2 separate regions of the Mus musculus genome follow, and region 2 is linked to region 1. Evidence: chromatin contacts called from public HiChIP or PLAC-seq data. All regions are on one chromosome and are shown on one strand. Each heading gives the region's core, a stretch centred on a gene start, on an enhancer-like site or on the middle of the called end of the contact. The rest is flanking DNA. Distances are from core to core; before and after follow the strand shown. Region 1 has its middle 260 kb from the start of Mir221. Region 2 has its middle 62 kb from the start of Mir221.

Evidence for each region. HiChIP or PLAC-seq counts read pairs in DNA pulled down with a chosen protein or histone mark.
Region 2: an H3K4me3 HiChIP or PLAC-seq map of bone marrow-derived macrophages shows a contact between it and region 1, with 6 times the contacts expected there. The contact joins two enhancer-like sites. A contact is called at or near these places in 4 of 484 Hi-C or Micro-C datasets (bone marrow-derived macrophages, liver and myocytes) and 1 of 115 datasets of contacts at active chromatin or transcription factors (bone marrow-derived macrophages).

Annotation. Positions count from the first base shown.
Region 1 is chrX:18,880,384-18,885,419 of GRCm38.p6, reverse strand. No RefSeq gene overlaps it. Among named protein-coding and RNA genes, the nearest start is that of Mir221, 260 kb to the left of the region's middle. Within about 2 kb of position 3,154, at least 38 of the 459 cell types and tissues checked have an H3K27ac peak or open chromatin away from gene starts, as enhancers often do. A contact at or near this core is called in bone marrow-derived macrophages, where this site is marked.
Region 2 is chrX:19,081,677-19,086,573 of GRCm38.p6, reverse strand. No RefSeq gene overlaps it. Among named protein-coding and RNA genes, the nearest start is that of Mir221, 62 kb to the left of the region's middle. Within about 2 kb of position 1,938, at least 3 of the 459 cell types and tissues checked have an H3K27ac peak or open chromatin away from gene starts, as enhancers often do. A contact at or near this core is called in bone marrow-derived macrophages, where this site is marked.

The DNA.
Region 1 (5,036 bases), core at 1,905-4,404:
TTCTTTTTAATACACAAGGGTTTGATAATTAAAGGACAAAATCTTTGCAAAAATCTCAGTATTTGCAAAGTGCTTTATAGTAATAGGATTCTCTAACACATCGATCCTACTCAGTATTAACTCAATCCTTTAGAATGGGCTGTACTCCCTGTCTTACCTCCTTCAAATATGTAAAGAAGTTACCAAAGCCTCCATGGAAGAAAATAAGTATATTTGATTAAGTGCCTGAAACCCTAATTCTAGAAATTTTTCAATAATGTCTATTGCTAAAATTATTACTCACTTTCTATGTAAAAAGTAAGAAATTTAAATACATGGTTCATTGATTTTTTCCTAACAGCCTTTGGAAATGTGCTATGACTACCTCTGCCTTAAAAATGCAGAAATTGGGCCCTATGGAGAGTAGATAAAATTATAACATACCATGTTCTTAGTCACTAGAGCCCCTACTTCCAAAACTGGTATTTATCTTTGAGGAAGAAGTCTGTGCCAGAATTAATGCAGAAGGCCCACTGCAAACTGAGCCCAATTTCCATCTATCTGCAAACCATGGGGTTAGGATTATGGCTTCTCTTCCCACCACCATTATTCATTCCCTGAACCCTCTTTCACTCACTGCCTCCCATTCTCTAAGTCAAGTCAATAAATGAGCTTATCAAATTATTTAAAATATTGTTCTCTTGAATCATATACACAATTTACAGCAATTCAACATGGCTGGAGTGGCTTTACCAGATTTTGGAAGTTGTACATAGTTGTAGTTATGGTTACTGACACACACACACACACACACACACACAAAATCATGGAATCTAGTATTAGTTTTTCTAGCAATGGTTTTTGCCTTTCATCAAAAATAGCTAAAGTTTAATGTATTCTACACTTTTCAATACCTCAGATATATGACCTTTTAAGTAAAGAAATACATACTTTAAATTATAAATGCTGAGAATATTTCAAATATCTAGGATTTCAGATGAAGGCAGAGGGGTTTTACTTATCATTTGAAATATAGTTCTTAGCATCTTGTAATTATTTTAATTCCTAGACCTTTAAAAGCTGACTTGGTACAGTGAATTCTTCCTGTGCTAAAAAATTGAGATATGTGAGTTTAGTCTACTTATAACTGAACAGAATATGGTTGCATGGGTGGTAGGAGAAGATACAAGACTCCTGGGTCGGTAATTAATTTCAGGAAGGATCAGAGAGTAGGTTGCAAGCACATCAGAGAATGTTTCCTGGGGAGGAGCTCTCATAAGGTGCTGGGGAGATGGCCAGGTAGCATCTGCACATTTAGGAAAATATAGATCTTTTAAAAGTGAAAAACAAACATTTCTAGCCTTTTCTCAGGCGCAAAACACTGCATTACACAGCTATTCTTGAAAATGTAACCTGGAACAGAAAAACAGTCTTATTTTGCTTACAAGATACACAGAAACAGAGAGACCTGTGGAAGTGCTCAATGTCTGAAATATGATTCAGACAGGTAAACGGGATTTAACTGAACTCTACTGGGAAATTTGCTGCACTAGTGCTATAGTGAAATGGCTGCCATGAATTGGTAAGAAAACCCAGGATGAAAACATTCAATTGTGAATTGTTTCATTCAACATTAATACCTACATGAGAGAGAGAGAGAGAGAGAGAGAGAGAGAGAGAGAGATCCTCTTTAGCCTGCTATTTCCTCCCTTCCCCTCATATTTAGATTATCTGCTATTGTTTTTTTTTAAAGTCCCCAAAGCCTAGTGACTAAAAACAATATATTAAGGATCAATTATTCTGTGGGTTGAATGGGCACAGCCAGGTGGTCCTTCGTTTCTCCCAGGTGGTTAGACTCTGATGGCAGCTGGAGTCATTAGGAGACTCAACTGAGTGAGACATCCAAAATGGATTCTTTAGCCACATCTGTCTCATCTGCCAAGATCTGAGAAACAGCTAAATGTTTTTCAGGCATTTCCCTCTTCATCTAGCTTCTTCATGTGGCTTCCACAAAGGACAGTAGTTTAGGGGTAGTCCGACTTTTTACAGGACAACTGGCTTCCTTCAGAGCAAGTAGTCAAAGAGAGTCAGGTATAAACTGCAAGGCTTTTCTTTACCACCAGAACAAGGGACTTCACCCAAGGGGAAACACCAGGAGATTTAGAACATGTGAGGTTAGGAGCACCCCTGGTGACTATCACATGAAGGAAAGTTAGAATCTAGCTAAAAGTCAAATGTGCATTTGTCCACCAGGCTAGGACTCTATTTTTAAACAAATATAATTACCTAAAACACAACCTAGTGTTTTGGTTAAGCATAGCAGAGCCAAAGTTTCTTTTTATTAAACAAAAGAGAAAAAAAGAGAACTTTGAACTTAAATTATCATCTGTAAACTTGACTCCCATTTATTGGAGGATTTTGATAACAGCCCAGACTTTGTTCTGTTGTTGGCTGGAGGCAGACCTGACACCATTCTCGGGCTGACAAACAAAAACAGGTGAGTGCATCTGACATGACTCACCTTGCTAGCAGTGATTACCACCCAGATCTGGTCTGGCAAAGCAGACCACCCTCCCTTTCAAATGCACCCAGGCTCACGCACAACCTGAAGCATATCCTTGATCCTTTCAGATATGATGGACTGAACACACATCCAAACTCGTTCCAGTGAGAGACATTTTGTTTGAGTCTTTGGCAAAATGTTGGCTGGCAAAGTCATCTGGCTGGCACATTCCTCCAGCATCAAGTTATGGCACTGCCACCTCTTCTCAGTAGAGTTTTGAAATTTCATTTTGCACACCCTGTACAATGTGAGTCACTCGGCTTGCAGAGGAGGAGGAGGAGGAGGCGGCCATCTGCTAGTCATGAGTAGATGACAAATACCCTGCCCTTCGAATTTCCATCCTCATTTCACAATATTTAAGTAAACACATTTTGTAACCACTTTTTTTTCAGAGTTCCATAGGGTTTGACATGATTTTTTGAAAACACTGTATGAAGCTACCTTTTCTCCTTTCCTTCAAACAACTGTATCTATTGATTACTGAAATGATACTGTGAAGTTTTAAACAGTCAGAGCAAAAGGAATACACATCTGAATCGCATAATTAAGCCCCGTGCCATTTCAGAACAACTGTAAGAGACCTCTCCACCATGCACAGCTCCATGGTGACCCCTGCTGTCTGCCTGCAAAAATCCCCAACTATTACCACCCATTAGAAAGAAAAGGAGGGAGGAGGAGGAGGAGGAGGAGGAGGAGGAGGAGGAGGAGGAGGAGGAGGACAAGGAAAGGACGAGGAGGACGAGGAGGACAAGGAGGACAAGGAGGAGGAGAAGCAGGAAAAGAAAAGAAAAGAAAAGAAAAGAAAAGAAAAGAAAAGAAAAGAAAAGAAAAGAAAAGAAAGGAAAAGAAAAGAAAGGAAAAGAAAAGAAAAGAAGGAAGGGAAAAAAAAGAGTGTCCAAAAGAGAAAAGCAGGTGTAAAGGTGTGGACCCAAACACTGGGCCTGAAGCTGCTTCAAGTTTGGCTGCATACCTCCTAAAACCCAAAAGAAGTGCAGAATCTGTGGTAAGAAAGACTACAGCTTTTTAAGTCAGAGAATGTCTTGCTATTAAAATTTAAAAACACTTCCTATGGAGTTTTGGTAGCATATCCCAGGTGGTACAAGGACTGACATATCCCATGTGGTACAAGGACTGGCATATCCTTAAAATTTGCACAGCCACAAAATAAGGCTGTTTTTTAAACTTTGATGAGGGAAAAGGGCGGGTGCCATTGAGAAAATGAAATACATTTCTGCTGACAAGTAGAGAAAGTGAGAAATGGACCTACTGGCAGAAAGGCCATGATGTTCTCAGCTCATCAAAACAGTGGAAAAGGAATAAAATAAAATAAAGCCACTGAACAATCACAAAAGTAACAAGACATCATCCTTCTCTAACATCGAGTGATCATTGTTTCTTTATGTATGACTGTAACAAGGTCTTTACCCATGAAGACTGTTGTGTTACCCACCAGAGGTTCTCAACCTTTCTAATACTGCAACCCTTTAGTACAGGTCTGCCTGTTTGTTGGCCCTTAACCATAAAATTAATTTCATTGCTATTTTATACTGTAATTTTGCCACTGTACTGAATTGTAACATAATATCTATGTTTTCTGACGGTATTAGGAGACCCAGGTCAATGGATCATTCAACATTTCCGAGGGAATTGTAACTCACAGGTCAAGAGCCACTGCCCAACACCAAGTTCCCTCTGATTTTTGAGAATTTGGGATGTAGAATTATTTCTTTTCTCCAATACCTTCTGGGGAATCACTTGCAGCAAAGCTAGTCCCCTGAGAAACACCTGCTTGCTCTTTCCAGTGTTAGCTTTCTTTTGCTAGAACTAGCTTGCAAATTTAACTTCTAAAAATCCTATGTCTGTGGTAGGTGAGCTTTCTTAGAAAAAAAATACCGTCCAGCAAAGGTGATTCTAAAGAGGCTTCTGAGAGTATGGACTGGGCAGTATTTCTATTCTCTCTCTTGTGTAGAGCAGTATGCTTTGTCAAGGGGAACACCTATGCTTCCCTTAGATTATCATACCTTAATATTCTTCTGTTGGTCAGGCTTTCAATACAAACTCACTTGTAGTTTGTTTAGGAGTGTACTCTCTTATGGAAGTTTCCAGATGTTAGCCAGTATTTTGACCCTGACTGAGTGCAGTTGCATGTCCTTGATCAACAATAATATTTTTTTTCTAACACAGTCGATGTCATGATTTCTTGGCCTCATAACTGTCTTATTCTTTTTACTTTCTCTGGGGACCTTTGTTAGCATCAAACCTAACAAAGAGAGAAATCACATCCCTTTATTTTCTAGCAGCCCATGACAAACCTGGAGCCATTTCTCAAACACAGACAACATAAGAATGCTTAGAGTTGATGCTGGCCACCACACCCTCCCTCATGGAAACCTGCAGGATCAGTCAGGCTGAGACTTTATTTTCTTTATAGCCTTTCCAGTACCTAACTTGCTTCTGCTGCTTCCATCCTCGTCTTCTCTGTGAGCACTTACAA
Region 2 (4,897 bases), core at 689-3,188, 200 kb before region 1:
TTCCAACATTTTGATGTTGCTTGAATTGCTTGGCTTGTGGTCCTTTATTCCAACTTCAAACCCAGCAACAGTGACCCAAGTCCCCTTTTGTGTCACATCATTTTGATGTGTAACTCCATTTCTTCCTCTTCTAAAAATCCTTATGATTACATTGGACCCACCTGGAGAGTCTAAACTGCTTTCCCTATCTCCAGTTTCCAAAAGAAATCACACATGCAGAGCATCCTTTCTCAAGTAAGGGGACATATTTTTTGGTTTTGGCAATTAGGTTATGGATATGGTCTGGATGTGTTATTCTGCCTACTACCACAACCACACTATGAATTTCTACTGATCTGAGGATGGCATTTCAGATAGTTAACACTGATTTCCTTTAATGTATCATCTTCTGGGTGTTCTTGAGTTATTTTTGCCTATTGTGCCAATACTCCAGTATATGGCTATTCTTGGTTTAGAAGAAGATGAGAAAACAGAAACCCAAATAATTAAACACAAACCTCCAACAAAACTCCAGGGAAGCCAGGTGGGCTTCCCAGGCTCTGCTGAACATGCTTCTTCTTTCCCTTCAGGAATTGTGTCCTAGAAAAAAAAAGAGTGAGTAAGAATCACATTGAGTGCAGTCACATTGAGTGCAGTTGTGTGGTAATCAGGGGGTGGATACGGAAAGAGAAATGCCATTCTATCTACAGGTAGTAAAATGAACAGCCACAAAGAGGCTGAACTCCCAGATCCAGTTTCTCAGTTTTACACAGATCACTACCACCACCACCGCCACCACCACCATTACCTCTTCTTCTTCCTCCTCCTCCTCCTCCTCTTCCTCTTCCTCATTTTGAGAGGGCCTCAATATATAGCTCAGGCTGCCACAAAGTTTCTATGTGAGCCAGACCGGACTTGAAATTGCAATTCTCTTGCCCATACCTCCTAAGCACTGATATTACAGTCACACATGCTGTCACACATAGCTTCTAGCTCCTTTTAGTCTTTAAGTAAGATAACTATATTGGACATGCTTCATTTAATGTGTCCTCCATAAGATATTTAAGGTCACCTCTTCCGTTAATGTAGTAAGAGTTGAGTGAATTTTGAGAATTAGGACAGGTTCTGGGATCAGGTCCTTCAGATGGGTAATGAGAATGAGGATAGAAGGTGAGACCCTGCAGTAACTGGCCTCTGCCCACTTCTCTAACCTTACCTCTGACTATGCTCTTGCTGTGCACCAGCCACATTTGCCTTCATTCTGACCCTGCAGCAGAACTCTTTCCCCAAGTAGCTACAGTCATCTGGATCACATTATTCAGTTCTAAGCTCAGTTACCTTCTAGAACATTCTTTAACTTTCCTAATTAGCAAGAGTATGCATTTCTACTTTTTCCTATCACAACTTTCTTGGCTTTCCTTTTATTCCCTTCATAGTTTAGTCCTTATTAAGATTAAAATTATCCCCCTCCTTTCTCTCCTCTTTCTTTAATCTTCAGTGTAAAGTACCTTTAGCTGTGTTTTTTAGTCTGTTGCTATATCTCCAGCACCTGTATCCCTGATACATGATAGAAGTTAGACAGCAGCTATAAATGATTATCAGAATATAGACATTACTATAATGTACTCATTTGAAATTTTTGTTTTGTATAAAAATATCTATATTGAAATTCATTTCCCTTCTCCTCATTAATTGTTTAGTCTCTCTCTCTGATGTCTCTTTATACGTCCCAGATCTTTTTCCTCTTCATCTCATTTCTTCAAAGCCATGTTGTGGGTTCCTTTTTCCTTATAAGTACTTAAATTATGTTTAAGTAGAATAAAATTCCAGAATCTTTAGAAACCTAAAAAATGAATGATTACTAGTGAAATTTTAGAAGCCATTGTTGCCTAATAGGAAGTTACTGTGGGTTCCTCTGCTTCCCTAATCAAAAATACAAATGGGGGATGGAGAGGTGACTTAGTGGATAAAAGTACTTCTTGTTCTGTAAATGGCTGTGGCCTGTAAATGGTATCCAGGGGACACCGCACTCTCTGCAGACCTCTGAGGAAAGTCACACACATCTATACCCACCCTGACACATAGATATACCTATACTTAAAAAAACACAACAGAAGGGCTAGAACAATATCTCAGATATTAAGAGCACTGGCTGCTCTTTCAGAGGACCAGGTTTGGGTCCCAGCTTTTATATAGCAGCTAACAGCTATCTGTAACTCCAGTTCCAGGATCTTCTACCCTCTTTCCCATACAAATGTACAGGCAAAACACCAATGCACATAAAATAAAAATAAAAATTAAATATTTAAGCACACCCCGGCAATGGGCAGAGTTGCCTTGTGGTGTTCCTATATCATTCAGGGGCAGAGAAGATGGCAGTCATTTGTTTATCCTAGCTTGATGCCTGGAGTTGTGGCCAAAGCTGCCCTATGCCAAGGAGTCATAAAAATCAAATTAAATCTAATCCAGGCAGCACAGCACAGGATGAAGACAGTCAGAGACCTGTGGATTGCCATACTATCAACAGACCTGCTCTCCAGTGCACAGCACTGGTGGGCCATAGATACCCACTTTCTTGTGGTTTTCTTTGAAGAGAAGAGAAACCCTGTGGAGGGCAGACAAAAACTCAGGACCATCGAATTTCAAATGAGAAACTCTCACATTGTAAGTTAAATTATTAGCTAAAATAACCCAGTGCTAAATGTAGGCAAGAACTTAGGTTTGGAGCTTTGTGTGATGAAAGAAGGGAAATAAAGGGCATAAGACAGTGTTGATGTCAACCATGCCAATGAATAACAAACATAAAGTGTATTAAAATATATTTGTGCCATATTTTATTTTTATTTTTGTGTACATGATATAAAAGATGCATCTAATTTTAAGTTATTATAGCTGCAAAAATAGAAACTTATTCTTTACTTTCTGATTTTAAAATCCTTTTTTCTCTCTGTGTGGGACAGTATACATGTACGCACATGTGCGTGTTTGTGTATGCTGGTGTCCATGCATGAGGGAGAGGGAGAGGGAGAGGGAGAGGGAGAGGGAGAGGGAGAGGGAGAGGGAGAGGGAGAGGGAGAGGGAGAGGGAGAGGGAGAGGGAGAGGGAGAGGGAGAGGGAGAGGGAGACGGGGAGAGAGAGAGAGAGAGAGAGAGAGAGAGAGAGAGAGAGAGAGAGAGAGAGAGAGAGAGAGAGAGAGAGAGAGAGAATACACACAAGAGGATGATGATTTCTGGTATAGTTCTGCTGTGCTTGTTAATTTTTGTTAGCTTTACACAAGCTAGAGTTACCTAGAAAGAAAGAACCTCAAATGGGAAATCAGCTCTATATATTGATCCATGATTGAGACTGTGGTGTACTTTCTTGATTAATGATTGATGTGGAAGGGCTCAGATCACGATGTGTAGTGCCACTTCTGGACAGGTGATCCTGGAATGTATAAGAAAGCAAGCTGAATAAATCATGGAAAACAAGCCATTGAGCAGCATTTCTTTGTGGTTTCTACCTCTGTTCCTATTTGAGTTCTTGTTCTGACTTATCTAAATGATGAATCTGGAATACTTATGCCAAATAAGGCTTTTTTTTTCCTCCAAGTTGCTTTTGGTCATGGTATTTTATCACAGCAACATAAGAGCTACCTTTTTTTTTTCTTATCGAAGCAGGTCATCTCATTAGCTGGGGGCTTGCTAATTTGAGCTAGGCTGGCAGACCAGACTTGAACTCAAAGATCTGCCTACCTCTTCTGCCACTCAAGTTCTGGGATTAAATGTGTGTGACATCATTGCCCGACTTGGTGTCTGGCCTTTGAAATGAGGATTCTGAGGAGTGAGTTCAGGATCTCATTTTAGCAAAACAAGTGCTTTGATGATTGAACAATTTTTCCAGACCTTGTATCAAAATTATTTTCCCATAATATTTTTATTGATTATTTAGGAATTTCACATCATGATCTCTGATCACATTCTTTTTCCAGTCCTCCCAGGTCTGTCACTTTATTCTTGTGCCACTCCCCAAACAAGAAAAAGAAGGAGGGGAAGGAGGACAAGGAGGAGGAGAAGAAGCAGACAAACCAAAGTCTAATTTATGTTGCCCATATGCTCACTGAAGCATGGTGAAATTAATAGCTAGCCCCACCTGCATCCACACCAGAAACCACCAATTGTGGTATCCTTCTTATAGGTTTTAAGGTTTCTCTTTGATGGCTTCTGTCTGAGTTGTTACTTTGGCAGGGTAGGGTGGAGAGGTACAGGGTTCTCACAGAAGTTTTCTATGTAACTCTTTCATCCATGCTCCATGCTATCACTATAAAGTGTGAGGAAGCTGGTTTTGGAGTGGAATTGATGGCTGCAGACTTAGAATTGAGAGAGACATAGATAGCAGGCTGGTATCAAAATTCTTCTTAATTAATTAATTAATTAATTTTACACTCCAGATTTTACTCCCCTCCCTATCCACCCCTCTGACTGTTCCACATCCCATACCTCTCTCTGGCCCTCTGTCTCCACAAGGATGTTTTCACCACCTACCACCAACCCCACCAGACCTCTAAACTCCCTGTGGCATCCATTTTCTTGAGGGTTAGGTGCATCTTCTCTTACTGAACCCAGACCAGTCATCTGCTGTATATGTGATGGGGTCCTTATAAATCAGCTGGTATATGCTGCCTGGTTGTTGGTCCAGTGTCTGAGAGATCTTGGGGGTCCAATTAATTGAGACTGCTGGTCCTTGTACAGGGTCGCCCTCCTCCTCAGCTTCTTCCAGCTTTTCCCTAATTCAACCATAGGGATCAGCAGCTTCTGTCCATTGGTTGGGTGCAAATACCTACATCTGACTCAGCTGCTTGTTGGGTCTTTTGGAAGGCAGTCATGATAGGTCCCTTTCTGTGGGTGTTCCATAGCCTCAGTAATAGTGTCAAAATTCT